Regions from separate parts of the Mus musculus genome. Here region 1 is linked to region 2. A link is a contact called in public Hi-C data. All regions are on one chromosome and are shown on one strand. Each heading gives the region's core, a stretch centred on a gene start, on an enhancer-like site or on the middle of the called end of the contact. The rest is flanking DNA. Distances are from core to core; before and after follow the strand shown.

What was found. A called contact is a pair of places that touch in the nucleus more often than the background predicts.
Region 1: a contact with region 2 is called in a Hi-C map of myocytes, with 2.4 times the contacts expected there. The contact joins two enhancer-like sites. A contact is called at or near these places in 2 of 484 Hi-C or Micro-C datasets (myocytes and natural killer cells), 1 of 115 datasets of contacts at active chromatin or transcription factors (pancreatic cancer cells) and 1 of 9 other capture datasets (liver).

Annotation. Positions count from the first base shown.
Region 1 is chr15:25,666,926-25,673,640 of GRCm38.p6, forward strand. The region is part of intron 2 of Myo10 (myosin X); the gene reads left to right. Among named protein-coding and RNA genes, the nearest start is that of Myo10, 48 kb to the left of the region's middle. Within about 2 kb of position 3,301, at least 17 of the 459 cell types and tissues checked have an H3K27ac peak or open chromatin away from gene starts, as enhancers often do. A contact at or near this core is called in myocytes, where this site is marked.
Region 2 is chr15:25,576,475-25,583,804 of GRCm38.p6, forward strand. No RefSeq gene overlaps it. Among named protein-coding and RNA genes, the nearest start is that of Myo10, 42 kb to the right of the region's middle. Within about 2 kb of position 1,332, at least 58 of the 459 cell types and tissues checked have an H3K27ac peak or open chromatin away from gene starts, as enhancers often do. A contact at or near this core is called in myocytes, where this site is marked.

The DNA.
Region 1 (6,715 bases), core at 2,051-4,550, 92 kb after region 2:
ATGTTTTGGGTTGAAAGATGGGGCGTGCCTGATTGGATCTATAAGAAAAGCTCAGAAGATCAATACTTAGTGATTGTTTTTTCATGCCATTTTCTCTTGAAACCCTTAAACTTCCTTGGTGTCTTCTGTGTGGTCAGGATAGAAAGACCAAGCACTGCAGACAGTTGCTTTTAAAAACACCAGCAATATTCCCCCCCCACACACACACACATAGTTTGTGAGGCTAAAAGGTTCTTTCTGTCTCACTTGGGAGTCCCAGATGGACTGTCATTTTCCAGGTGGATTTGTTACCTGGGGAGGGGACAGAGAGACCATATACCTCACGGCTGTCTGCAGCATGGATGTTGCCACTTCCCCAGCCTCTGGTGGTGTACTGTGATCCGTCAGCTATGCTGCTGGAGTGGAGGCCCAGTTATCTCCCAAAGTGTACTTTACCTGAAAGGACGGTCGGAGTGTTTTGTTTCTCTATTAGAGTCTAGCTTCCCCTCCCACCTTCCCCAGATGAGCACTCGGCTCCTTTCAGACCCCGTCAGCTCTTCTCTAGAGGATATGAAAAGGGAAAACGGTAAACAGCATGCCACTAGCATAAATATGTTCCAGAAAGCACTATAGAATAAACGTTATTAGCATTCTTTTCTTTTTAGTTTTGTTTTGAGTCCAAATCTGGATTGATTTTATTTATTTATCCTTTTAAACATAAAAAGAAAACCATGCTGAAGACGTGCAGCACGGGCTCCTGGCGAGAAGGCTCAGTGGTTAAGAGTATGTGATGTTCTAAGGAAGACCAGAATTTGCATGCCAGGAGCCATGGAAGGTGGCTTACCACCACCTGTAACTCCAACTCCGGGGAATCCAGTGCCCTCTTCTGGCCTCTTGAGCACCCCACATACATGGTGTGCACACAGACAGACACACATGTGCACACAAAGCAAAGCAAAGCACGTGATTTTAGCCTTTGCAGCTTACCCACTGACCTTTGTGTACTTCAGTGGTTACATAGACTCACATTCCAAGGCCGATCTTCATAACTTCTTTGTCCCACAGCATTGCTGCTTTAGAGGAGACGCACACACGCACGCACACACACACACACACCTTCTTCCCATGTCTGCTATCTGGTAAGTAGCTTTACTTCTTTTGCCAGTGATTTTGGCAAATACTTTATAGGAGCGGCATCATACCGCGGCTGCCCTGAGACTAGCTTGTTGCACTCAGGACAATGCCCTTGATGTTTCGTTTCTAGTTGCGCTTTGCTTGCGTGGCAGCGGCTCCCAACAGGACCGCTGTTGCTGTGCATTATGGTCACAGTCTGTGCCACAGGAGTACACTGCTGGCCCTGGTGATTAGATGGCTCTCAGTGGTGGAGAGTGGAGCTGGGTGTTCAGGTCACCCTTGACAGTATTTATAGAATGTGGGCTTAGCAAGGGCTGGAGTGGACTAATATGAACCTAAATTCAAAAGCAACACAGAATCCTGACCTCCACATCTTCCCTTGGTCACTGAGTGTATGGTTTACGTTATCCAGTCCGGCACTCCGAATATAACACATATGATTAGCTTGGTGATTTGGGTAGGAATTGCAGGGTTCCCGCTGTGAGAAATGTGAGGACCACTCAAAGAACAGGTTCAGGCTTAGCTCAAGAACTGGCAGAGGCTGGCGAAGCAGCGCTCAGCCCAGATGCTCACACATCCAACCACAAGCCCAAAATTGAAGGAGCAAAGTACACGTAGGGGAAGCTATAAACTCTCAAGGTTCACCTGACCCCAGTGACATGGCTCCTCCTGTGCCCTCCTAAAAGTTCCAGGGTTCCCCTAAACTGGTAACCAACTGGGAACAAGTGTTCAGAACACCAGAGCCTCTGGGGGGCATTTCTTTTCAAACCACCCCAATTTACTTCTTGGACAGTAATCTCTGGACAGTTTGTGAGTTTTCAGGAAGCTTTGCTGTTTCTTCAGAGTGCAGACGTAGCTAAGACGAGAGAGAGAGAGAGAGAGAGAGAGAGAGAGAGAGAGAGAGAGAGAGAGAGAGAGACTGAGACTCACTGAGCTTTGTCTTTTCAAGAGCCCGCAGGTGTACTGACAGTCACCAGGCACCCTCCAGGGAATTGAGAAGTACATTCTAAATTAGATTTTTCACTTGAGGAGATGGAAATATTTTATCTGTTTAGAGAAAATATTCTGTTTAGAGAATGCGTAATTTCATGGCTTTCAACTAGCCTACAGTGTATCAGCTTACCTAACTGTATGTTAAGGCGAGGTGGTTTGATTCACTTCAGTCAACTTCATCAAAGCGATGGCTCTGTGCGAGGGTTGCGGTGATTTTCTGTCTGCTTTCTCTTTATTCTGGGTCTCCTAATATTTACTGGCTAGGAGTCTAATCAGCAGAAACCCTATAAGCCCCTGCCCTCTTCCATCTCTTCTGTCTCTTTCTGACAAGTGTAATTAGATTGGCTTTCACAGGCTATCTCACGTTAATAACCCTTCAGTAAAAGCCATTAGGTTCTTTGGAGTTGTCTCTATCCCCTGACAAAGACTTCTTCCAGTCACACTAATTACTAATAATCCCACCTCCCACTGAACCAGCTCTAACCTGATTTTGTCTGACCTTCTAGTTTGACCTGTTGTAGTTAATGCCGTGGACCTAATTCTGCGAAACATATGAATGAGCTAATTAGTGTAGTGACTTTCCATTTAAGGTTGTTTTGATTCTTTTTTGTCTTTGCTCTCTTCCACCCTAGCTACTTCTTTGTTGCCCGCCCCTCCTGACACATTCTCTTGACTTCCTCTCGTTTACAAATGTTTTATGTCCTTTGTACATCTTGTGAACATGGGTAGCTTTGGGCCACTTAGTCCTGCTGCTCCACAAAATAAGTGTCTGAGCACATTCCTGGCTCCCGGAGAGATCTCACCAGGCCTGTTGAATGCTGGACCTGAACAGTGGAGCAGCCCAGACTCTGTCCTATAGCAAAGCTAGCCCTGCAAGTCACTGGGAACTGGACAACTAGAACTCAGTGGTCAGAAGTCAGAAGGGACTGTGCAGGCCGTTGACACTTAAGCTGAGCTATCATCTCTCAAGCTCAGGAACGCCCGTGCGGTTGACTGCCAGGAGACTGCATTCTAGACTTCACTTGCTGGGGCGGCTGTCTGGCAAGGCAGCTGTCATGGTAGAGTCTGCAGCACGAGAGGATGCGATGTCATGGACCGACTTCTTTTATTGCTGGGATGGGAAGTAGGGAGCGGCAGCTGGTATGTCATCGTCCTCCCCACCCAACCCCCACCCCACTTCTAGGTAGCCTGACAAGAACTGCTAGGTATTGAATTGTGGGGTGTGGGGGGGGGGGGAGGCTTGCCAGGAAATAGCCTGACTTAAGAAGCTGGAGGAAAAGGAGTTTATGAACCACATCTGTGCTATCAAAGTGAAATTGTAAATTGTATCATTAGGATGCCATGACTGGAAAACCCAAATGCTGAGATTGAGAAGTAAGCTTCTAGTGATCTCATCTAGCTCAGCTGGAGTTCCCTGGCTTATGTATAGTTTTAAAATTGTGTGTGTGTGTGTGTTGTACACTCCACATGGAGGACAGAAGACAACATCAAGTGTTGTATGTCAGAAGCCATACACTTCATTTGAGGCCGAGAACGCTTGTTGGTCAGTAACTGCCAAGTAGCGTGGGCAGACAGGACAATGACCCCATGGCTCGATCTGGCTTTGCCTCTCCAGTTCCGGCTTACAAGGACCCCCCACCACATCTGTCTGATTTTGCTTGGTTCTGGGGGTGGAACTCAGGTCTTGGTGATGGTAAAGCAAGGATGCTGTGCCCCGAGCTGTCTCCTCAGGAGTTAGTTTGCTTTCCTGCGTATGTATTTTCTGGCCCTTCCTCCCTTGTTTTTAAATGCTCGCCACCCTGTATGGAGAGGGAAACATTTTCAGTTATATCAAGGACGGCTTTCCTATTTCTTACTCAAGAGGAACAGAACAGAGCGTCAGTTGCAGGTTAGCTCTGTGTAACCCTTCAGGTCTTGGAGGTCCTTGGACTGAAGCTGTGGCTTCCAATGGAAGCACCCCGTGGATTCGGTTAAACCATGTGCAATGCAATTGCTCAGTGTAGGGGTCAAAAGGACTTGCACACCAGTGGATTTGTGATTCAGCCTAATACCACGAAATGGCTCCTTGTTTTCCTTGCTCTTTTAGATTATTGATCTGTGTATGATTTAAAGATAAGATTTTTTTTTTTTTTGGCTAGCTTACAGTGACATTCACCAAAATAAAAGGGTGGGTTTGTTTGTTTGTTTGTTTTGCTTTATTTTCATTTGTTTTGCATTCCAGCTGGGAGGCAAAGCTTAGCCCTGACCCTGTACAGCCTGTAGGTCTGTAGCACAGCCTGCCTGTATATCATTGTCGCTAGCAGCTACAAACCTGCCTTGCACCTTTTCTAGTGGGTGGCTGGCTGAAGGGTGTGCCATGATTACAGTGTCCAAGTGTAAGCTGGGAGGAAAATGAACGGATGCATGTTGAGGTTTTTCTTTTCGGACTGGAACTCGACCTGTCTTCTGTTCTGTGTCTTTGGTGTGTGTGTGTGTTTTTTTTTTTTTTTGGCGTGTTTCTTTATGTGTTTATATGTGCTACGTGAAACATCCCGTTCTAACCGCGCTTAGTGGCCGTCTCACACACGTCGTGGTGCAGCCCTCTTCACTACATCTGTCTAAAACTTTTAACATCTGAAGCAAAACTTTGGGCCTGGTAGTAAGCCGCAGCCCCTTGTGCCGTGCATTTTAAAGCTACGTTGCTCTTGTTGGGCACATTAAAAAAATAATAATGACGCTAGTGATAGAGAATAGTTAGTGGAGGTGGGGAGTGCTTGCTTATTAGCATGTTAAGGGCTGTGGGTTTGACATCCAATGACACATAGACACATGTACACACACAGCCATTTTTTTTTTTTTGGAGTGATTCTGGGAGACATAGTTTTATAGCCCAGATCCCAGCATGGACAGATGAGGGGCCCATGAACCCCACTCCCATCTGAGAAGCTACTGGCAACTGAAAGATGGTGGGTGGGGGAGGAGCGGTTCTCTTCAGTGATATGGCCCCTCAGAGACTACCCGTGCCCCACTAGTTCCCCCCCCCCCCCCGCCCCCGCCATGCACATGCAGGCTGCACTGTGTGGACATGGCAGCTCTAGAAAAAGAAAATGAGAGAGCACATTAAGTTGAGAGGAAAAATATGTGTGGAGAAGACAGGATAGCTGGGGTGAGTTTAATCAGACACACAGATGCCTGTATGAAATTCTTAATTTTGAAATATTCTTGTTTGAAAGACAAAAGAGAGATGGCTTTGGACCTGACTCTGGACTATAGTGTGGGGACTTTGATGGTCTCAAGTAGGTCTGCTTGGCACACTGACCAGCTCGGGCTTCGTGCTGTGCCTGTTGGGGTGGGTGGGCTGCAGAGCCATCCTGCACGTAAGAAGAAAGGAGAGCCTCCTAGTGACAAGCGACAGATAGTTGTTCAAAATAGATAGCTGTTCTGTCTTTGCACGAGGCTCTTTACCTGTGTGCTGAGAATCTGAACCGCAGTGGAAACACCTTAACTTACCCTGAGTCAGGTCACCGGCTCCGGAACGCTTGAATCAAGTGGTCTTCTTGCCTTAGCCTCCCAAGCAATGGGACTGTGGCCAAACAGTTCTAAATCTTTTACATGTTCCAAGTGTCTGTGTGTCTGTGTGTGGTGTGTGTGGTGTGTGTGAGTCAGAAGACATCTTGTAAGAGTCAATCAGTCTTGGGGATCAAATTCAGGTAGTCTTTTCTGACTGAGCCATCTCACAAGCCCAACATTCTCAGTCCTTCTTTTTTTTTTTTTAAGATTTACTTATTTATTTTATGTGTTTGAGTACACTGTATCTGTCTTCAGACACACCAGAAGAGGGCGTCAGATCCCATTACAGATGGCTGTGAGTCACCATGTGGTTGCTGAGAATTGAACTCAGGACCTCTGGAAGAGCAGTCAGTGCTCTTAGCCGTGATGGTTTCAGTCTTCAAAGACCGAAAGCAGCAGACACAAGAGCAGGAGGTACAAGAGTCAGAATGAGGAGGTCACCACCTAAGTTCTACCCAGGAAGTGTGTAAATCACTCACATATATTCAGAGGGTCAGAATGAGATGACAGTATGGCAGGGAGTCTTCTTTTGAGGGAATTGTTTCATCTGATAGACTCCAGAAACATATAAATTATATTTTTTAAATATAATTTTTTATATGGGGGTAGTGAGTAGGTATTGAGTTTTATTCGAAATCTTTTTTTTTAAGTTTGTAGTAATAGAACCCAGAAATTGCTGATCTGTAAACTTCAGCAGCCACATTGAAGCAGGAAGCTATTTCTAGTGACAAACATTTTCAGCCATGTTATGGTGCCAAGGCGTGTGGGCCATGCCCCCGTGCTGTAGACCCTAGCCTGCCAGGCATCCTTCCTGTTCCCTTGTCTGTTTCTATTAGATGGGCCTCCCTGACATCTGGGACTGCTTTCCCTGCCCACTTAGCTGAATTTAGCTTGAGTGGCTTTGGCATCCTCTTTATTCTGGTCCTTGTCTTCCAGAACAAGGCTTTTGCCCGGCCAGCCTCTCCCCAAGCATCTGTGATGAGGTGTCTGGTAGCAGTGTTTCCTGGCCTGAGTGAAGACTGGATTGAACACACACTACTGAAGAGAAGGCAGATAGCCT
Region 2 (7,330 bases), core at 82-2,581:
GACCATCCTCAGCTACATAGTGAGTTCAAGGACAGCCTGAGTTACTGGAGACCTTGTCTTAAAAGGCCAAAAGAAAAGGAAGAGGAGAGGACAAGGAGGAGGAAAAAGAGGAGGGGGGCTGCCATGTGACCCCCATATAACAACTGTAAAGGAATGGATCTACGTATTGAATTTTATCAGGTACCGCAAACAGATATTCCTGATGACCTATACTTCCTGATGGAACTGCCCCACAGCACCTAGATCTGAACTTGACTCTAACAGATGTTTTCTGATGGCAATGAGGATTGAACCCAGAATCTAGCGTGTGCTAGGCAAGCACTCTATCAGTAGCTATAGCCCTCCCCGCTTGCATAAGCTTTTAAATCTAAGTAGATCTAAAATACAATGTCATATGACACCACTGAGACAAACCAAGAAAACTCATCGATGGAAATCTCCACAAGGAAAGCAGCCATGTTCCCTCAGCAAATAAAATATGAGTTTTGGGGTTTTGTTGTTGTTGTTTTAATATTAAGAAGAAATCTTCAAAGAGTAAAGAGTCACATAAACCCATCCTGAGACATGACGTCATATTTATCCAGCTCCAAGGAAACCACAATGGGACGCACATGAGCCCACTGAACACTGAATTCATATCTTGTGAATATTAAACACTGTTGTTTGGGATTAGTAACAGTATTTTGATAATTTGAAGAGGAATTTCCACCTTTTAGTGATGGAGAACAAAGGACAAGTTGATTTATTTACTTTTAATTATTGATTTTTGAAGTCAGGGTCTTAAGTAACCCAGGCTAGTAGTTGCCATAGCTCGCTTTATAACTTGCCTCCTACACACCAGGCACGTATAAGCCCTTCCTGTGTGTTAAATAACACCCATGGAGAAAGCATGCAGAAAGAAGATTGCCACCTTGGATAGATAACTGATAACTTATCAGAGTTATTTAAGGAGACCTTTAGATGTGTAGTGGAATCAATCAAGTTGCTTCACTCTTGAGTCTACAGATTTTGCCTGCCTGACTGAAGAATGTCATCTCGGGATGACATCAGATGTGGCATTGACCCCATCCATGAGACATCCATCACAGGCTGGGAACGAAACCAGATTCCCAGTTTAGCTCTGTCTGTCATGCTTTGTGACCCATATTCCAAACCCCTTCTTGTTTGGAATATCACAGTCAGTTAAGGTTAAGGAGACACAGCATTCCTTCCTGGCTTGAGGAATTTGAAGTTGGCCAAAATCGTTGCTGAACACGATATGCAGCACAGAATGACATATAACGCAGCCGGTCTACCCTTTCTGCTTTGTTCTTCCAAGGCAAAAGGAGTCTGACTGACTCCGGGATTCTTGGCGAGTCCATTACTCAAGCCACAAATACTTCAACCATCCAATGACTCAGTAACCTTCCACCACACTTTAAATAAAGGCTTTCTATCTTGTTCTGCACATGTGTTTTACTTCCAGTTGAGTGCTCTACAGATGCCAAGCTGCTCAAAGCCCCCCTCATTACTTTCTGCAGAACTCTGTCCCAATAGCAATTTCAAAATGACTATTGCCCATGTTTCCTGGTAAGGCTGAAACAGCAACCTCTCTGGCTGCTAGAACTATAAGCATCTTACAACCTACAAACACTATTTCTGTTTCTTAGTTCTCCCTTTGAGGTAGTCCATTGATTCCTCATAAGAAGGATTTAAATCACTAATACATGATCTTTTCATTTCTACTGTTTACAAGTTGTACAGTGTACAAAATGATGATTTTCACTACTTTTCTGAACATGTCTATCTTGTACCTTGATCATCTTCCCTTCCTCCCGCCTCTTCTCTCCTCCAGCCCCAATAGCTCCCATCTACATTCCTGCTGCATACACATGTACAAACAGATTTAATATATCTAACACATTCTGCATATAAGAGAAGACACGAAATATTTTGTTTTTCATAGGTGAATTAAAAAAAAAATGTTTTCCCTTCCCTGGTTGCTTCTGCACAGGCTGATTGGGAAATAGGGGGAAAAATGTGATCCTCAGAAGAAAGCCACAAACAAATATTCAGTAACTCAAAATGAGCAACCGGGAAAGCAACTGGCCAGCATTTGAGGGAAGAGCAAGGCAGAACTTTATTGTATTTTGAAGGTTCCGTAGGCAGGATGTGAAGTACAGCTGGCATGCCCCTAACTGAGAAGCCAGATGCAGGGTGTGAGCCCCAGGAGGTGGAGAAAGAGTTAGAACAGTCTAACATTGAGAACTAGACATCAAAGCTCACAAGAAATGCCGTTTCTCTTTCTCATATAAATAAGGGAAAATAGAGCTTAGATAGTAAAACCGACTTCAATTCAAAACTTATCTATATTAAAGCTTAATAATTCTGACCCAAATTTACTAAGTATTATGGCTTGGAAATGAACTGTTTGCTCAAAAGATAAACTAAGCTAGGTGAAGTAGTACATGCCTTTAATCCTAGCACTGAGGAGGCCGAAGTAGGAGTGTGTGTGTGTGTGTGTGTGTGCGCGCGCGCGTGTGCGCGCGCGTGTGTTTGTGTGTGTGAGTTTGAGGCCAGCCTGGTCTACAAAGTGATGTCTAGGTGAACCAGGCTTGTAAAGAGAGCCCTGTCTTCAAAAAATTAAATAAATAATTGAGAGTCTGGTAATCAGCTGGTAGATGAAGTCACTGAGATCTGAATCCCAAAGAATGGATTAATCTGATCCAGTCAATGTATTCTAGATATTTTATCACTCCATAGTGTTGATAAGGTTTACTTAAAGATGGTAGAAAACAGAGCACAGTCTATTGGAGAAAGCAGGCCACTTGGGTGATGCTTGTAAAAGCTGTCTACAGCGCATGTCTGCCTACCGCGCATGTCTACAGTGCACATCTGTCTACTGCGCATGCCTACAGCGCATGTCTGTCTACAGCGCATGTCTATCTCTCTCCCTAATTCCAGGACTCAGAGTCGGGAGACCCTGAACTGAAATCACAAGCAGACATAAATCTTTCCTCTTTTAAATGGTTTTCCTCAGGTGTCCGTTACAGTGACTAAAGTCTGATGACATGGGAGACAGAGACACGTGGCTCTGCAGTTATCTAAATGCCCCGTTAGATAAAGCAACCTTTGTTTCTTTGGTAGCTTGCTTTAGAAAACCCTTCTCACCCCCAGGTCTCACTGAGGCGATAGGAGACAGATGTTTAAACAACCTTTCCATTTTTTTAACAAATGTGATACATTAGATACAATGTAGATCTATGTGGGGTATGCAGGAGAAAGCCTCAAAGACAGTTCACATATACACCACTGCTTTATGGCTATTGTATTATATTTTGCTTTGTTTTTTATAGATAAAGCTAAAAAAAAAAAATTACATAGGCCTGACTGCCACTAAACTCCAAAGATCTGCCTGCCTCTGCCCTCTGAGTGCTGGAATTAATGGTGTGCCTTCATGTACAACGGCCCAGCTTTCTTGAAATAAATGCAATATACAAGAAAAGAGTTTTGACTTGGCCAAAGTTAGAGGCTTTTAACAGCCCCACCACTCTGGCAAAGGGGAAAATTGTGTCCCATAAATACTCCTGGTATGCTAATTAGCAAAAAGGGGCAGGAACTGTCTCTGCTTATTGTTCTACAGTAGGCCTTTCTGAAGAGTGGGATTTAGACATCTCCCATTCAGAGGGCTGCACACATCCTTCTGAGGAAAGCTTTCATCATTTGCTTCCGGGCAGGGAGAAACTATGTCACAGTGTATATGGCCCAGGGCTCTTAACAAGGTCGAAGGGATCAGGATCGTAGTTAACGCTGTGACCAACCCTTGAGGGCCAGCAGAAGGGTTTTATGGAGTCTTCAGACTCTTTTTCTGATAACAACTCAAAAAAACTACTGATCTTGAAGACCAATCAAAATGCCCAACAGTTTCATAGCAAATGTATGCTGTGGATGGAGCCATCAAATATTTGCTGAAATAAACCTGAATCTGGCAAAGAGAGTTACCAACAACTTAAAGCCCCAAAAGGAAAACTGACTGGAGGAGGCAGACACAATTTATAACCCTTCACTGTACCAGGAACTGGAAGCCCACTTCAGGCATTCCACAGTCCACCCTCAGGATGGACACAGCTAGGCCACCTCACTCTTAGGGACTTGGCTTTTTCCCTTCCCTATCCTAAGATCAAAAAAACGTAACCACACAGAGAACACAACATCTCGAATCCCCAGTGTCACTCCTCTGAGATCCAGTTCTCACTCCAGCTGTAAAGTCCATCACATCCCAATTTAGTAGCTATTCTTTTGCGAGTCACAGTAAACACCATCGCAGACACAAACATGCGGTCCAGGTAGTGAGAAACCGCTGCCAAAAATATCACAAGCTCTCCACAGGCAAACTTCCTCACTTCGGCTCTCTCCAGGACTTCAAGGACCCTGTGTGCCCCGTTGTCTGCCACACAATGCACACTGAGAGGCCTTTTATGGAATAGCAGTCCTCTTGCTTTCCTGCCTCAAGCAGTGTGTGTGTGTGTGTGTGTGTGTGTGTGTGTGTGTGTGTGTGTGTGTGTGTCTGCAGGCTGTGAGCTGTGACCTGAGCCAACAACAAGGCCTTGTAGTTCAGGGACAACTGCCCATTAAGAGGAGGGAAAAGGTCACTGGAAAAAGGAGTTCTGCCTGTTGAGGGCCTCGCTCAGCAAGATGTCATGACTATCCCATTCACCACAGAGAAATCAATTGTTACAGCTATCTGTTTATTGGGGAATAGGGCTTGAACGGCTTAGCGAGGGGGGATCTCTATGAGTTCTCCCTCCTCGATATCTTGCAATTCAGATTTTACTTTCTGGTAAGAGGGAAAAGGAGAGAGGCTGTAATTGTCTGCCAACCCCTAGGCATGTTCTTGGGAATCTCCTAAGAGCACACAGCCTGAGCTATGGGCCTGGAGGAGATTCATAAGTAAGCCAAGGCTGGGTTATAAGGACTTTACATTTGGTAGTGGCTGCACTCATTGGACGCGCTGTACTTGAGAAGTGTTTGAGTTAGATCCGCTGTGTATCTCATGCAGCAGAGGCTGCCTACATCCGTTCGTCTGATTTTTCTTTTTAATTCTAACTTCTTGGGGAATAGGGAATAAAATCAACTAATCTATATGGCACCCAGGACACTAGAAGAACACCGAGTCACAGGGCTTTCTGAACCAACCTTTCTTTCGCTCCCTTTTTACATTTTTATTTATTTCCTTGAAGACAGGGTGTCTCTATTATCCCTGGCTGGCCCGGAACTCAGTATAAAGACTGGGCTGGCCTCAAATGCTAGCATGGAACTCAATTGACTTTTTTTTTTTTTTTTTTTTTTTTTTACTTTTCTTCATTTCTTTTTCCTTCAGGTTCGTAGTTCTCATCTTTTTGTTTGTTTGTTTGTTTGTTTGTTTTTCCTGTCTCCCTACAAGTCTGTCTATTTCTCTCAATCTCTTCTCCCCCTTTGCTTTCTGTTTCTGCTTCCCAGAGGGGCTGGCTTTGAGGGTCCACCAAGGCTTTCAGAGTAGGGCTGGGCAGAGGGGAGAGAAGTGGGCAATGTTTTCTGGAGGATTTGAGGGAAGCAGGAAAGTCTTATCCATCGCCTCTGGGTCTGTTCCTGCAACTCAAAACAAAAGGGTGGGAAGGGTGGGCGTGGGGGGTGGGAAACTGGAAGAGAAATGGGATTTTCTTGGGATCTTAATATAATTCTGTTAGAAGCGCCCTGGGGTTCAGCTGGGACAGAGGAGTCACTTCCCTCCATCCTGTCCTCCCTCGCTGAGGGGGGCAGAGGGGACTGGCTTATTGAAGTAAGTGACAGGTCATGCCCAGCTGCAGGAAATGAGCAAGCACATGAGGAAAAGTCCCTAAAATAAAAAAAATAAAAAAAATTAAAAAAAAGACAGATGGAACAGCTATATGCTAAACAGGAGTTATCAAGTCTCTGGGAAGAGTTCATTCATAAACCAGAATAAATTGATGTTCGTCGAAAGAGTGTTCTGTGTGTAACCAGTGCTACCAGACAGAAGAACTGCTGTCAGACAGAAGGCAAGCAAAGAAATATCTAAGAAATAAGGCAAGTGAGAGGGAAAATCATGAACAGCCAAGAGGCTAGCAATACACAGGTGCCTTGTATATACCCTTCCGCCAGAAGACATACTATAACATCCTATAATGAGAAACAAAATATTTCTATCTAACAGCCATATGCTCTGCTGTCAAGGGGGCAAATCTATTTCCCTTTTCTTTGGGTATCTCCCTGTAACAAACTCCATTCTGTCTTGTGCCTTCCTCATCCAGGGCAGTCCCATGAGTGGAAGGCAGTGTGACATCTCCAATATCTGTCATTTCAGTGTCCCCCTGCCACACATTGATTCAGTCACGGAACTTAACACAAGACCACAGCGCCCGTCTATACAGAAGCTGTCAAAAAAAATTGATTTCATGAGGCTTCATGCTCCTTCCCCAGCCGCTAGAATCATTGTGGTTGTGTAGGATTCTGAGACCCCTCCCTGCATCTGCCTTTGAAGGGAGACCCTGAAGGGCACAGTGAGGCTGGAGCCCGAGGAGAGAGGACACAGGAGAGAATGGAAAGGTGGATGGTATGTCCCCATGTCTTTTTCTTGTTTGTTTCTTGAAGAAACAAGTGATGTCTTCAAAAAATAAACAAATAAATGATAGATCCTTTTTTGAAGCCATAGTATAAAATGATTTTTCTTAGCAAAATAACAAAGATAAAAGTATGGCTATGGCTTGTCTTCTAGTCTTCTTGCTTGTTTGCTTTAAGCATCTACTTTTCTGTTGTATCTAAGATACTTGGGTATAAGAAGGTATTTTCCTCCCGGCCCCAAGCTCCTGGAATAACGACTCAGACTCAAAATATATTGACAAATACCTAGGCCACATAGGAAGGTTTATTCCCTGACTAGCTAGTAATTTATAATAACTCATTTATATTCATCTCCATTGTACCATGCTGCTGGCTACCTCCGATCAGGTACTATGCTCTGCCCTTTGTACAACTTAACTGGAGACTTTCACCAAGCCTCACACTATCCCATAATCCCTTCTGCCTACCAAAACACCCCGCCCTCTAGTACGCCCTTTCCTATAGGCCGTAGCCTTTTTAATTGACAGGCGATGCATCCATACAATGCACAAGATGTTCTCTCTATACTTGGACCACAGGCTCTAACTTCTCAAACGCTTTTCTTCTAGGTGGAATGTGGACTTGATCATTACTTTTTAATGTTCTGAAATTATGTTAGCGTCATAGGCTTTCAAATAACGACTCCCATTAAAATTAAAAAAAAAAAAAAAAAAGCTTATGTGAAAAGGATACA